2 separate regions of the Mus musculus genome follow, and region 2 is linked to region 1. The links are chromatin contacts, called in public HiChIP or PLAC-seq maps. All regions are on one chromosome and are shown on one strand. Each heading gives the region's core, a stretch centred on a gene start, on an enhancer-like site or on the middle of the called end of the contact. The rest is flanking DNA. Distances are from core to core; before and after follow the strand shown. Region 1 has its middle 6.0 kb from the start of Fsip1. Region 2 has its middle 12 kb from the start of Bmf.

The links. HiChIP or PLAC-seq counts read pairs in DNA pulled down with a chosen protein or histone mark.
Region 2: an H3K27ac HiChIP or PLAC-seq map of large pre-B cells shows a contact between it and region 1, with 2.3 times the contacts expected there. The contact joins two enhancer-like sites. A contact is called at or near these places in 1 of 484 Hi-C or Micro-C datasets (bone marrow-derived macrophages) and 2 of 115 datasets of contacts at active chromatin or transcription factors (bone marrow-derived macrophages and large pre-B cells).

Annotation. Positions count from the first base shown.
Region 1 is chr2:118,260,230-118,265,751 of GRCm38.p6, reverse strand. No RefSeq gene overlaps it. Among named protein-coding and RNA genes, the nearest start is that of Fsip1, 6.0 kb to the right of the region's middle. Within about 2 kb of position 1,796, at least 56 of the 459 cell types and tissues checked have an H3K27ac peak or open chromatin away from gene starts, as enhancers often do. A contact at or near this core is called in bone marrow-derived macrophages, where this site is marked.
Region 2 is chr2:118,558,371-118,564,273 of GRCm38.p6, reverse strand. No RefSeq gene overlaps it. Among named protein-coding and RNA genes, the nearest start is that of Bmf, 12 kb to the right of the region's middle. Within about 2 kb of position 2,068, at least 44 of the 459 cell types and tissues checked have an H3K27ac peak or open chromatin away from gene starts, as enhancers often do. A contact at or near this core is called in bone marrow-derived macrophages, where this site is marked.

The DNA of each region.
Region 1 (5,522 bases), core at 547-3,046:
TTCATTTCCCCCAGCTACACCCTGACAGGAGTAACCAGCTACTCCACACTCCTGCTGCCTGCTCCTGCAGCTTCACCACAAGGATAGACTGTATCCCTTCAAACCGTGAGCCCGAATCAACCCTTCTTTCCTTAGGTTGCTTTTGTCGAGTATTTTGTCCTGACTTTGGAGCCAGCAGCATAATGAGAAGGTTAAGTAGATGTTACTTGAGGGGACTTCCTTAGGGAAAAGAAACACTTGTCCCTTTCTCTGAAGGAGGACTTGGCAAGCTGCACTCTTTTTTTTTTCTTTCCATTTTTTATTAGGTATTTAGCTCATTTACATTTCCAATGCTATACCAAAAGTCCCCCATACCCACCCACCCCCACTCCCCTACCCGCCCACTCCCCCTTTTTGGCCCTGGCGTTCCATCCAAACGCTGACACCATTGCATACACTAGCAAGATTTTATCGAAAGGACCCAGATGTAGCTGTCTCTTGTGAGACTATGCCGGGGCCTAGCAAACACAGAAGTGGATGCCCACAGTCAGCTAATGGATGGATCACAGGGCTCCCAATGGAGGAGCTAGAGAAAGTACCCAAGGAGCTAAAGGGATCTGCAACCCTATAGGTGGATCAACATTATGAACTAACCAGTACCCCGGAGCTCTTGACTCTAGCTGCATATGTATCAAAAGATGGCCTAGTCGGCCATCACTGGAAAGAGAGGCCCATTGGACACACAAACTTTATATGCCCCAGGGCAAGCTGCACTCTTAAGGGCAGAATTAAAAAGATCCCCACCCCCATCCCCAAGTCACAGCAAGAATCAGAACATAGCCTCGTCTTCATTGGTTTGCTGGATTTCAAAACAAATCTTAGAGGCTGGAGAGCTGGCTTGGTGGTTAGGAGTGCTCTTACATTAGTGCTCTTACAGAGGACCAGAGTGCACTTCCCAGCCCCCATATTAGTCCACTGCCAACTGCAATTCTAGTTCTAAGGGTACCAGATACCCTCTTCTGTCCTTTATAGACACTCACATGTGCTTAGGTGCACACTCATTCACACACACACACACACACACACACACACACACACAGACTCGCTCTCTCACACATACAAATACATTAACAAAAATAAAAGTCCTTAAAAACAAATCTCTGCAGCTTGCTCTACTAATCTTTGTGTTTTGTGTGTGTGTGTGTGTACATGTGTGTTGGGGGGATAAGCACATGTGTGTGTGCATGTGTGTCGGGGGGATAAGCACATGTGTGTGTGCATGTGTGTGTGGACATGTGTGTCGGGGGGATAAGCACATGTGTGTGTGCATGTATGTGCATATGTGTGTGTGTGGACATGTGTGTTGGGGGATAAGCACATGTGTGTGCAGTGTACAAGTTGATTATCATCATCTCCACCGTCTGGCAAGCTCCACTTGACATTCCCAGACAATAAGTGAAAGTCACATGACAATGTTCCTACTAACTCCTTTCACTTTAAAAAAAATCTGAAGGCATCATTATGATTTGGGGACAATAAACATCAAAAAGTATCAAGGCTTTAAAAGAAAATCCTGATTTTTTTTTTTTAAAGAAATAAAAGTATCCATGGACCAGGACCTGACTCCATTCCACAGAGGCACAATGGAGCAGAGTGGGAGGGGCCAAAGATTTCCTATTTTCTACTTTTGTTTTTACATAAGGAAGCACCTGCTGCCACTCTTCAGAGCCCTGGTGGGAGCCATCTCCCAGAGAGCTCCTGGGAGCAGCAGCGGGCCCCACCGCCCAGCCTCTGAAACAGGAACTCCTACAGGTTCCCCAGTAGGCTCAGGGTCCAATTGTTTCAGAATCACTGCCTGCTATACTGGCTAAAACTCAGGCTCCTGTACTCCTGGACCTGCAGAATCAGTGGAGAGGGACTAACAACAGCACCCCCAAGTGATCATTTCTAGTTCATTTCTACTTGCTAAAGCTGATACCATAAAAAGATACTCTATCAAAAGGCATCTTATTTGGAATAAAAATGAGACTACTTGTTACCTGGGCTTCACTGTTTCGACATGATTTACTCCCCTGCTCACCCTTGCTCATGTGGACCACGCTGTGGATACACTGGACTAAAAGGTGCTGGAAGTTGTATAACAAAAGAGGAAGTAGAAGAAAACACACAGTTTGCACATCTGCTGTTTTTTATATAAGTGTGAGAATTTCCTGTTTTTCTGAAATCATCAAATGGTTGCTATTGGCTATTTATAATATTTGCTACTATTTTCAGACCTAATTTTCACTTCTCCCACTTGAATGGCTATTTAAAGACACACCCACGCTCAGTTCAAGGGCCCTGAGATTTCAGTCCAGTGGTCTCTTAAATCACACCTTAACATCCTAGGAAAGCAAGAACTTTTGAAGGTGGGGGTTAGTCATTTCCACAGATAACCAGCACCATCTAGTGGACGCAAATAACCCTTTGTCAAAGTCGGGCCCTGGAAGAGGCCGAGAAAGTGGGTTGTTGGTGGAATCTCAGGGCAGATTCGCTCTGCAGTGACTGGGGATGGGGAGCGGACACTAATCTTTTGCTGCTCACCTTCCCAAATATAAATCTGCACAATCATTATGCCAACCAGGGGGGTGTGGGGAAATAAATGGGAAATGAAGAATCCGAGCCATGTCTTGAGCATCCTGTAAATGTCATTTTTTTTTTCCAGTGATGTAAGGCACAGAATCCGGGGAGCTGGGGCCCCATCGTGGCGCACACTATTAACAACCCTTAGGAAGAAAAGGCTTTTGAGCTTGGTCTGTGATAACTATGCTCTCCCATCTCAACGTTACAGTTGGCATGAGCTTATGGTGCGAAGAGGGAAGCCGGGGCACTGCATCTGGCAGTTGGAGCCCAGATGGAATGCAATGTGGGCTTTTTCTCAGTCCTTCAAATCTGACTCCACTCAGAAGGCGGGTGTCAAGAGCAGGAGAGACAGGAAACAAAAACAAAATCTAACTCCCAAATCAACACTGCCATATGTGCCCACCCTGGAATAAGACCAGGGGAAGTTAGCTTAAAATACATTCATTCTACAAAAACTACTCATGAATTCCTCGAGAAGGAGTAACACTCTTCAGAGAGTACCCACAGAAGAACACAGAACTGTAGAAAACACAGCTTAGGAAAAGATGGCACGTTCTGTCATATTTGAATGGTAACTGTTTTGAGAGTGTTGCCCTCGATATGATGCAGAAGTACATGCAAGAAATGAGGACAAAATACAAAACAAAGTGGTTTATTAAAGTTTGCTCTCAAGGTCCACAGAGCCTCTAAGCAGTTAGCAAAACGAGAACAGTTGGAAGCGAATCAAGTGGGGAGAATATAGAGACGGAAGGTAACTTATCAAGATTGTTTTATGCAAAATATAAACAAGGACTTAGTGTGGAATAACAACAGAGTGAGGGACACAGAGTTGGTTCCATTTGGTTTATGGAATTCTCATGTTGCATACATTTTAAAAGGCAACTGTTTAAAAAAGGAAAACACCAGAGATCACACGAAGTCTTCGTAGCTCTGTATTTTCTAAGTTTTTTTTCCAAACTCTGTCGCATCACCAAGAAATGTGAGAAAATTTAATGGTTCTCATTAAGCATCCAATATAAAAACTGGAGGGAGGGCCTGGGAGATGGCTCACTGGGTAAAAGCACTTGCCATTGGAGTATGAGAACCCGAGCTCTTAGATCTAAAGCCCCATAAAAGCTGGAGGCGGTAATAGACATCTGCATGCCCAGAGCTCCTCTGGGGAGATGGGGGTGGAGAAAGAAAATTCTAGAAAGTTGATGGGTTAGCCAATCTCAGTCTCACATATGCCCTGAAAAGACAATAAAGGGACTCTGTCTTAAACAAGGTGGAAGGCAAGTATTGATACTTGAGATTGCCCTCTGATCTCCACACCCATATTGGCACACCTGGGTTGCATTTGTACATGTGTATAATATAGACCTGCACAGGATGCACACACTTACACATGCACACACATACAAAGAAAAAAATGGCCTTTGTGCACAGAACAGAAGCGATGTGTAGGCACATGGAGATGATTTACCTGTAACTCCTCAAAAAAAAAAAAAAAAAAAAAACCAAGCAAACAAACAAAAAACAGTTGGAGGTTCTAGGAGCCCTGACATCCATCACCTGTGAGGGTCCCTTCAAAGACCAAATCAGCATTTTATCAAAATCATTCATTGGGTGATGTATTTACAGTTAAAGGTGGAGAAGGTGGTGTGAAATTTCTGATATCTTTGCTCTCAGGTACAGCCCTGATGTCAGAGTTTATGCAATGGTGGTTTTACTATACAATGGAGTTAAGAACTCCAATCCATGGGGCTGAAAACCCCCTCAGTTCCTTCAGTCTCTTCCTTGACTCCTCCATCAGGGACCCCACGCTCAGTCCAATGGTTGGCTTGGAGCATCATTGTCAACTGGCCAGATCCCCCGGAGGTCCTGGGGACCAGACTACCAACCAAAGAGTACACATGGAGGGACCCATGGCTCCAGCTGTGTATGTGAAAGAGGATGGCCTTGTTGGACATCGATGGGAGGAGAGTCCCTTGGTCCTGTGGGGGTTCGATGCCCCAGTGTAGGGGATTGCCAGGGGTGGAAGGCAGGAGTGGGGGCGGGGTGGGAAGCACCCTCATAGAGGCTGGGGTTGGGGGATAGGATAGGAGGCTTCCAGAGGGGAGACTTGGAAAGGGGATAACATTTGAAATGTAAATAAAGAAAATATCTAATAAAAGAAAAAAAAAGAACAATATCTATACTATATCTTTTTTTTTTTTTTTTTTTGGTTTTTCGAGACAGGGTTTCTCTGTATAGTCTTGGCTCTCCTGGATCTCACTTTGTAGACCAGGCTGGCCTCGAACTCAGAAATCCGCCTGTCTCTGCCTCCCAAGTGCCGGGATTAAAGGCGTGCGCCACCACACCCGGCTCAATATCTATATCTTATTATTAAAAATAAAACACGATGAAAAAAAAAAGAATTCCAATCCATGTCCCAAGTGAGGACACTGTGGCCCATAAACGTTTGTGAATTTGTTTAGGGCTACCCAACTATTTAATACCAGATTTCTAATAATGGTACATTCTTTGTATTACAAACTGTTTTTTCATTTTTTATTTTATGTGAGTGGGTGTTTTGCCTGCAAGTGTGTCTGTGTATCACTTGTGTGCAGTGCCTGCAGAGGATAAAGAGGGCATCAGATCCTTTGGATTAAAGTTGCAGAGTGTTGTCAGCCACCGTGTGGGTGCTGAGGATTGAACCCTGGTCCTCTGGAAGAGCAGCCAGTGCTCATATCTTCTGAGCCTTCTCTCTAGTCCTCCTCTTTTTATTAAAATAGAAAAAATATAAAAAACCAAGATGTCATAGTTTGGATAAATGTCCCTAAAGTGTTAAATGCTTGTTGCCAGCCTGCGGTGCTATTAGGAGATGTTGGAGCAGTCATGCTGTAGTTAAATAGATGCATTAGGTGATTGGGGGACATGCCCTTGAAGCAGAAACTGGGACA
Region 2 (5,903 bases), core at 819-3,318, 300 kb before region 1:
AAAATGCCTCTACAAGATCCTGCATTTTCTTAGTGATTGATGGTTGAGGGCCCAGCCCACTGTGGGTGGGGCAATCCCTGGGCTGGTGGTTCAAGGTTCTGTAAGAAAGCAGGAGGATTAGATCATGAGGAGCAAGCCAGTAAGCAGCACTTCTCCATGGCCTCTGCATCAGCTCCTGCCTCCAGGTTTGAATTCGTGCCCTGTTTGAGTTCCTGTTCTGACTTCCTTCAGGATGAGCAGCGATAGAGAGGCAAATAAACCCTTTTCTCCCTGGCTTGCTTTAATTATGGTATTTATTCATCATGGCAATAGCAACCTTAACAAAGACAGCCTCCAAGCAAGTGTTATGTGTCAGGAATTTTGGTATAAAGCATTTACATACATGTCTTATATATTCTTATAGTAGTTATATTCTATACATGCTTTTAGAGATAACTTATGTTTTTAACATTCTACAGTTTGTTTTGCATCTGACTTATGAAAAACAGAGCCAATGGTTTTGTTTGTGTGTGGGGTTTTTTTCCATTTATTTTGTGGATTTAAAATATTTTTATTGCACTTATCTATTTAAAAATATGTGAGTGTGGTGTGACTTGGTTGGAGTAGGTGTGCCACTGTGGGTGTGGGCATAAGATCCTCACCCTAATTGCCTGGAAGTCAGACTTCCACTAGCAGCCTTTGGATGAAGACATAGAACTCTCAGCTCTGCCTGCACCATGCCTGCCTGGATACTGCCATACTTCCACCTTAATGATAACTGACTGAACCTCTGAACCTGTAAGCCAGCCCCAATTAAATATTGTTTTTTATAAGAAAAAAATAAAATAAAATAAAATAAAAATATGTGAGTGGATGTTTTCGGGTGCAGGTGGCACAGTACAGGTATGGAAGTCAGAGGACAACTTATGGGAGTTGGTTAATGGGTCCAGGGATCAAGCTCAGTCTTGGCAGAAAGTACCTTTACCTACTGAGCCATCTCAGTGTGTGTGTGTGTGTGTGTGTGTGTGTGAATTTTTATCACAAGGAACACACAGTAATAGCTACTGTTTGTTGAATATCTCTTATGTACAAAAGTGCTCTACAAAGGTTCTTGTATTTATTTGTATTGCTTTTATTTGTATCCATTTATAACAGGACAGTTCATTCTCCAGTGTTATGCAAGGACCCCATCTGATAGATGATGTGACAACTTAGAAGCTACTTTATAATGGGTGCAAAGCTGAGTGTGAATCTCTATGTGTCAGAGTCTAAAGGTTGTTCTTATGTTTTATGTTACCTCTTTTAAAAAACAAACAAACTTCCTTTTTGGGACAGAGTCTCTATCACTGTAGCCTAGGATAGCTAAGATTTCCTAGGCAAAACTTGTGGGAATCACCCTGCCTCAATCTCCAAAGTGGGAGGATTACAGACATGGACCACCACATCTGGTTTACACTGACTTCTTAGGTAACAGCATTGTCTTAAGGTGTTATCTGTGCCAAACCAATTGACTCTCCAAGGATTCCTACCTCTTCCTTCAATTCCAATGGGCTACTGGAAATGGAACCCGGATGAGACACCCACCCGGTATCTTGGGGCACATAGAGTGTGCTTAATAAATACTGTGAAAGTTTCTTTTTAGAGAGGAAGTGATAATTATTTCAGTTAAGCCCATTGGGATTGTATGAAACTAGGAAGTGACCTTATTGCCAAAGGCAAAGTGAAACAAAGTTCTCAAAATAAAACACAAAAACATATGCCTGTAATCCTAGCACTGGTAAGGTTGAGGCAAGTCGACTCTAAGTTTGAGGTCATCTTGGGCTACATAATAAGATTGTCTATCCCCCCCAATACCTAATTTTTTAGTACTATAATTTGTATTTGTTCTTTGAGAATTTCATATGTACATATAATGTATTTTGATCATATCTACCCCCACCTCCAACTTCCCCTAGACCCCCCCTCCAACATGGGCCCCTCCCCATCTCATATCCTCTTCTTCTTTTAAAAAGACAAACAACCAACCCACTGAGTCCAATTAGTACTGCCCTGTGTACACAGGGGCGGGGGGAACTACCCACCAGAGCATGGGTACCTACCAGTAGCCACACCCCTGAGGAAAAATGGCTCTCCTCCTAGCACTGGTGCCAATGGCTCCTCAACTAGGGGGAGCCACATAAACTCCCTCTCATCCACGCTGGGATTTTGACTGGCCTGATCGTGTGCTAGTCTGCTGTGGGTTCATGAGTGTGACAGTCCTGTCGTGTCAGAAGACATCCTCCCCACCTTCCTGCTCTTCCTTAATGTGTCCTGACCTGAAAACTGAAAGCTGACAGTCCCTCAGTCTCCCACTTTAACCAGGAGTCACCATATTAACCCAGAGGCCCACTGAAAAAAATCGGCTCCCCTGACCACAGTTGAGAGTAGTACAAATCTAGGTAGATATTTAGAAAGAAATTTGACAACATAACCATTTAACTAAACAATAGGAGGTTTCCCTAGACATGTAGGTTTTCCTTCAGACCTGGGCTTTTGACAGGTTTTACTACACATGAGTTCCTTCCTGGAGAGCGAGCCTCAGAGCTGATCGGATAGCAGCTGGTTGGTCCCATAACCCTCATGCCTTTATTGTGCCAGTGGGCTGTAAGTGAAGGTGCCCAGAGAGAAGCTACCCTTAAACTCAATCTTCTCCAAGGACAATCAACTGGTTAAAAATTGAATGATTGTGGAGAGGCTACAGTGTTACAGGCCCAGAGTCTAATTACAGTTACCATGGGTTATCTTTAACCTCTAAGCAGCCATTCCTTGCCTACCTTTGTGTTTGACCTAACATCACGAGACTAAAGCCTTTTAGAATGTAATTAACATAATGAAATCCAGTTTCCACCAATCAAAAAGCTAAGAGCATCACCAGCCAGCATTCGAGGCCTAGCACTGAGATTTTTTCCATTTGGCTGTAACCACCTACTTAATATTTCCACAAATTTATTTGAAAAAAAAAAAACTGCCATAAGACTTTGTTTTGGGGGGGTAGGGGGGGTGGGCTGGAGAGATGGCTCAGTGGTTAAGAGCACTGACTGCTCTTCCAGAGGTCCTGAGTTCAATTCCCAGCAACCACATGGTGGCTCACAACCATCTGTAATGGGATCAGATGCCCTCTTCTGGTGTGTCTGAAGTCAGCAACAGTGTACTCATATATATACAAAATAAATAAAGTAATTAAAAGAAAAGACTTTGTTCTGTTATTATAAAAGCATCATGAAAGTTAGGGTAGCATAAATCTGTGTTCCTAGGCCATGGTCCTTCACGTTTTGGCTTCCGAATAATCCCTTATCCTCTTGGAGGTGAGAGTTGTGCTTAGTGTGCGTTGATGCGGAACGTTTTCAAAAGACTATATATGTTTTTCCTCCTTTTGAATTTTTGAAACAGGCTTTCTCCATGTAACCCTGGCTGTCCTGAAACTCACTCTGTAGAACAGGCTGGCCACAGACTCAGAGATCCGCCTGCCTCTGCCTCCTGAGTGCTGGGAATAAAGGCTTCACCAGCCAGCAAAAAGACTAAATTTTTAAAAACTCAAAATCATTTTTCAACACTAGTATAAAAAATTTAAATTTATTTATTATTATGATGTGTGTATTGTGTATGCCACGGTGCACGTGTCATCGGTTCACTCCTTCCGCCTTGAGCAGCAGGGTAAAACTGAAGTTGCTAAGTTTTCCTGGCATGCATCTTTAACCACTGAGCAATTTTGTCAACCCTATCTTTTAAGTGACAAAGAAATGTAGCTTGAATGGAGTAGCTCAGTGGTAAAGCTCTGGCTTAGCATTTGTCTCATGTTCTATTTCTAGAACTGTAAAAAAAAAAAAAAAAAAAAAAACCAAAAACAACATCCACCCCCAACCCAATGAAATGAAGTAGAACGCTTTCTACTTACAGGGAATATTCAAGCTATAAGCACTGAAACAAACCTTCACACAAATAAGAAAACAAGCAAGCTTGAGGAACACTGGCCAAGGAATTGGACTCCAAAACAAGATTCTTTTCTTCTTCCCTCTGAAAACTTGCCTAGTCCCAAAACACAGTTAAGAATGATCATCTATCTGGAAGATGCTGGAGAGGTCAGTAAGAATTTATACTGAGAATTTATGCAGAGGTCATAACTAGACCCCTCCATAGGTAGAAATAAACGCTTATTAGGGATCAAGCTGCCAAGGCTATCTCTGGGTGTGTGGGAGCACAAAATTGCAGAAAGCAAGTAAATTTTATATGTTAACAGGGAGGGGGAGGCTTTGAGCTAATACAGGATTGTTTGGATTGACCCGGAACTAGATGTCCAAGGTAGTTGACGTGTGGGGTGGATTAAGGGAGGTTCCTGATAAACAGAAAATCACTTTAGAAAATCCATGAAGGATGTTGAATTTAAGGCTCCGTTTATCTGGTAACAATCCTTCTGTTTAGGACATTCTCACCAGCACTACCATTTGGGGAGCCCAATGTGGACCTAACAGTCTTACATACTTTATACCTTCATTGTAAGAGAGGCCAGACATGAAACACATTTTATTAAACTATAAGTCTATTATAAAACTTTTTTGATGATCTTCTACAGCTGGGAAATTCAGGATTATTTTGGTGTTTAGTTTTGTTATTAAAAGGTCATATGACTGCTGGTGATGAAGCCTGGAGCAGCCTCAGAAGCAGGTCTGATCGAGGGGAAGAGTTCAGAATTCATAGGCTTGCTCCTTCAGTGCTTAAGGGTATTTATATCTAGAATAGACTTGGCTACATAAAAGCCTGAAATGACCTGATCACCACCCAGTTTCACGTTGTAGCTTGACATTTCTTTAGACAAACTAATCCAGTAATAGCAATTAAAGCTGGGCTTGCCAAAAAAGGACACTTTCATATTTATTCAAATACTAAACCACGCCAGGCAGAGAATGATAGAAAAGAGAAACACACAAACAGTGCTCATCTGTAACTACATTTGTGTACACAGATACATGTGCCCAAACATAAAACACACATGCATATAACATAAAAAATTATTAAACAAAATCTTACCTGGTGAGGTGTGGTAGCATTCAATAGTAATCCCAACATTTGAGACTCTGAGGAAGGAAGATTACCATAAACTTGATTACCAGTTTAAATTAAATAGTATAAATACATATATTCCTCTACAGTGTGTATGTATAGCAATAAACAGTAATTCAGGCATAAACAAACCATTTTCAAATGGGGAAGATAACCTTAAGATTAGTGTTTCCACCTGGAGATTTCCACTAACATTTAGTCTTTTGCTGGGTATGGTAGCATATCCCACCACTTGGATGGTGATCCAGTACTCGGAGGGCTGGAGGCAGAAAGGTCTTGAGCTCAAGATCTTTCTTGATCATGATCTTAGCTCAAGAGAGACAAATAGAGACCTTACCGCAAAAAAAGCCAAAGTTGTGGAGTGTTTTGAACTGGTAAAGAGCTGACCATGGTCATCATTGTGGCTCAAGGTGAGACCAGAGAGAGGCAGAGGATTCTGGAATTAGCCAGAAAAGAGATAGGGAGGCTAAGAGATCAAAAGATCTGTGGGAAAGAGAAGGAAGCAAGGAGGGAAAGTTCAGAGTGTGCAGAAAGAACGATCTATCTGAAGTTCTAGAAGATTCTATAGGAACGTAAAGGAAGCATGCAAGCCAAATGCAGCACCTACTGGACTCAGATACCACACCAGAGACGTTCCACCTGTCTTGACAGCTCTCTGTGTTCACCTGATAGCAGGACCTGACCCAGACATGTGGGCCACAGATCCTTGAAAGGTAAATGTAAGTTGATAGTGACAACTTGAGACTCCCTTCCTTTGGGTGCCTCTTGTTCACAGAAGGACTTTTCTTTGAGCCCATAGAATCCCTAAGTGATTATTTGTTATTAGA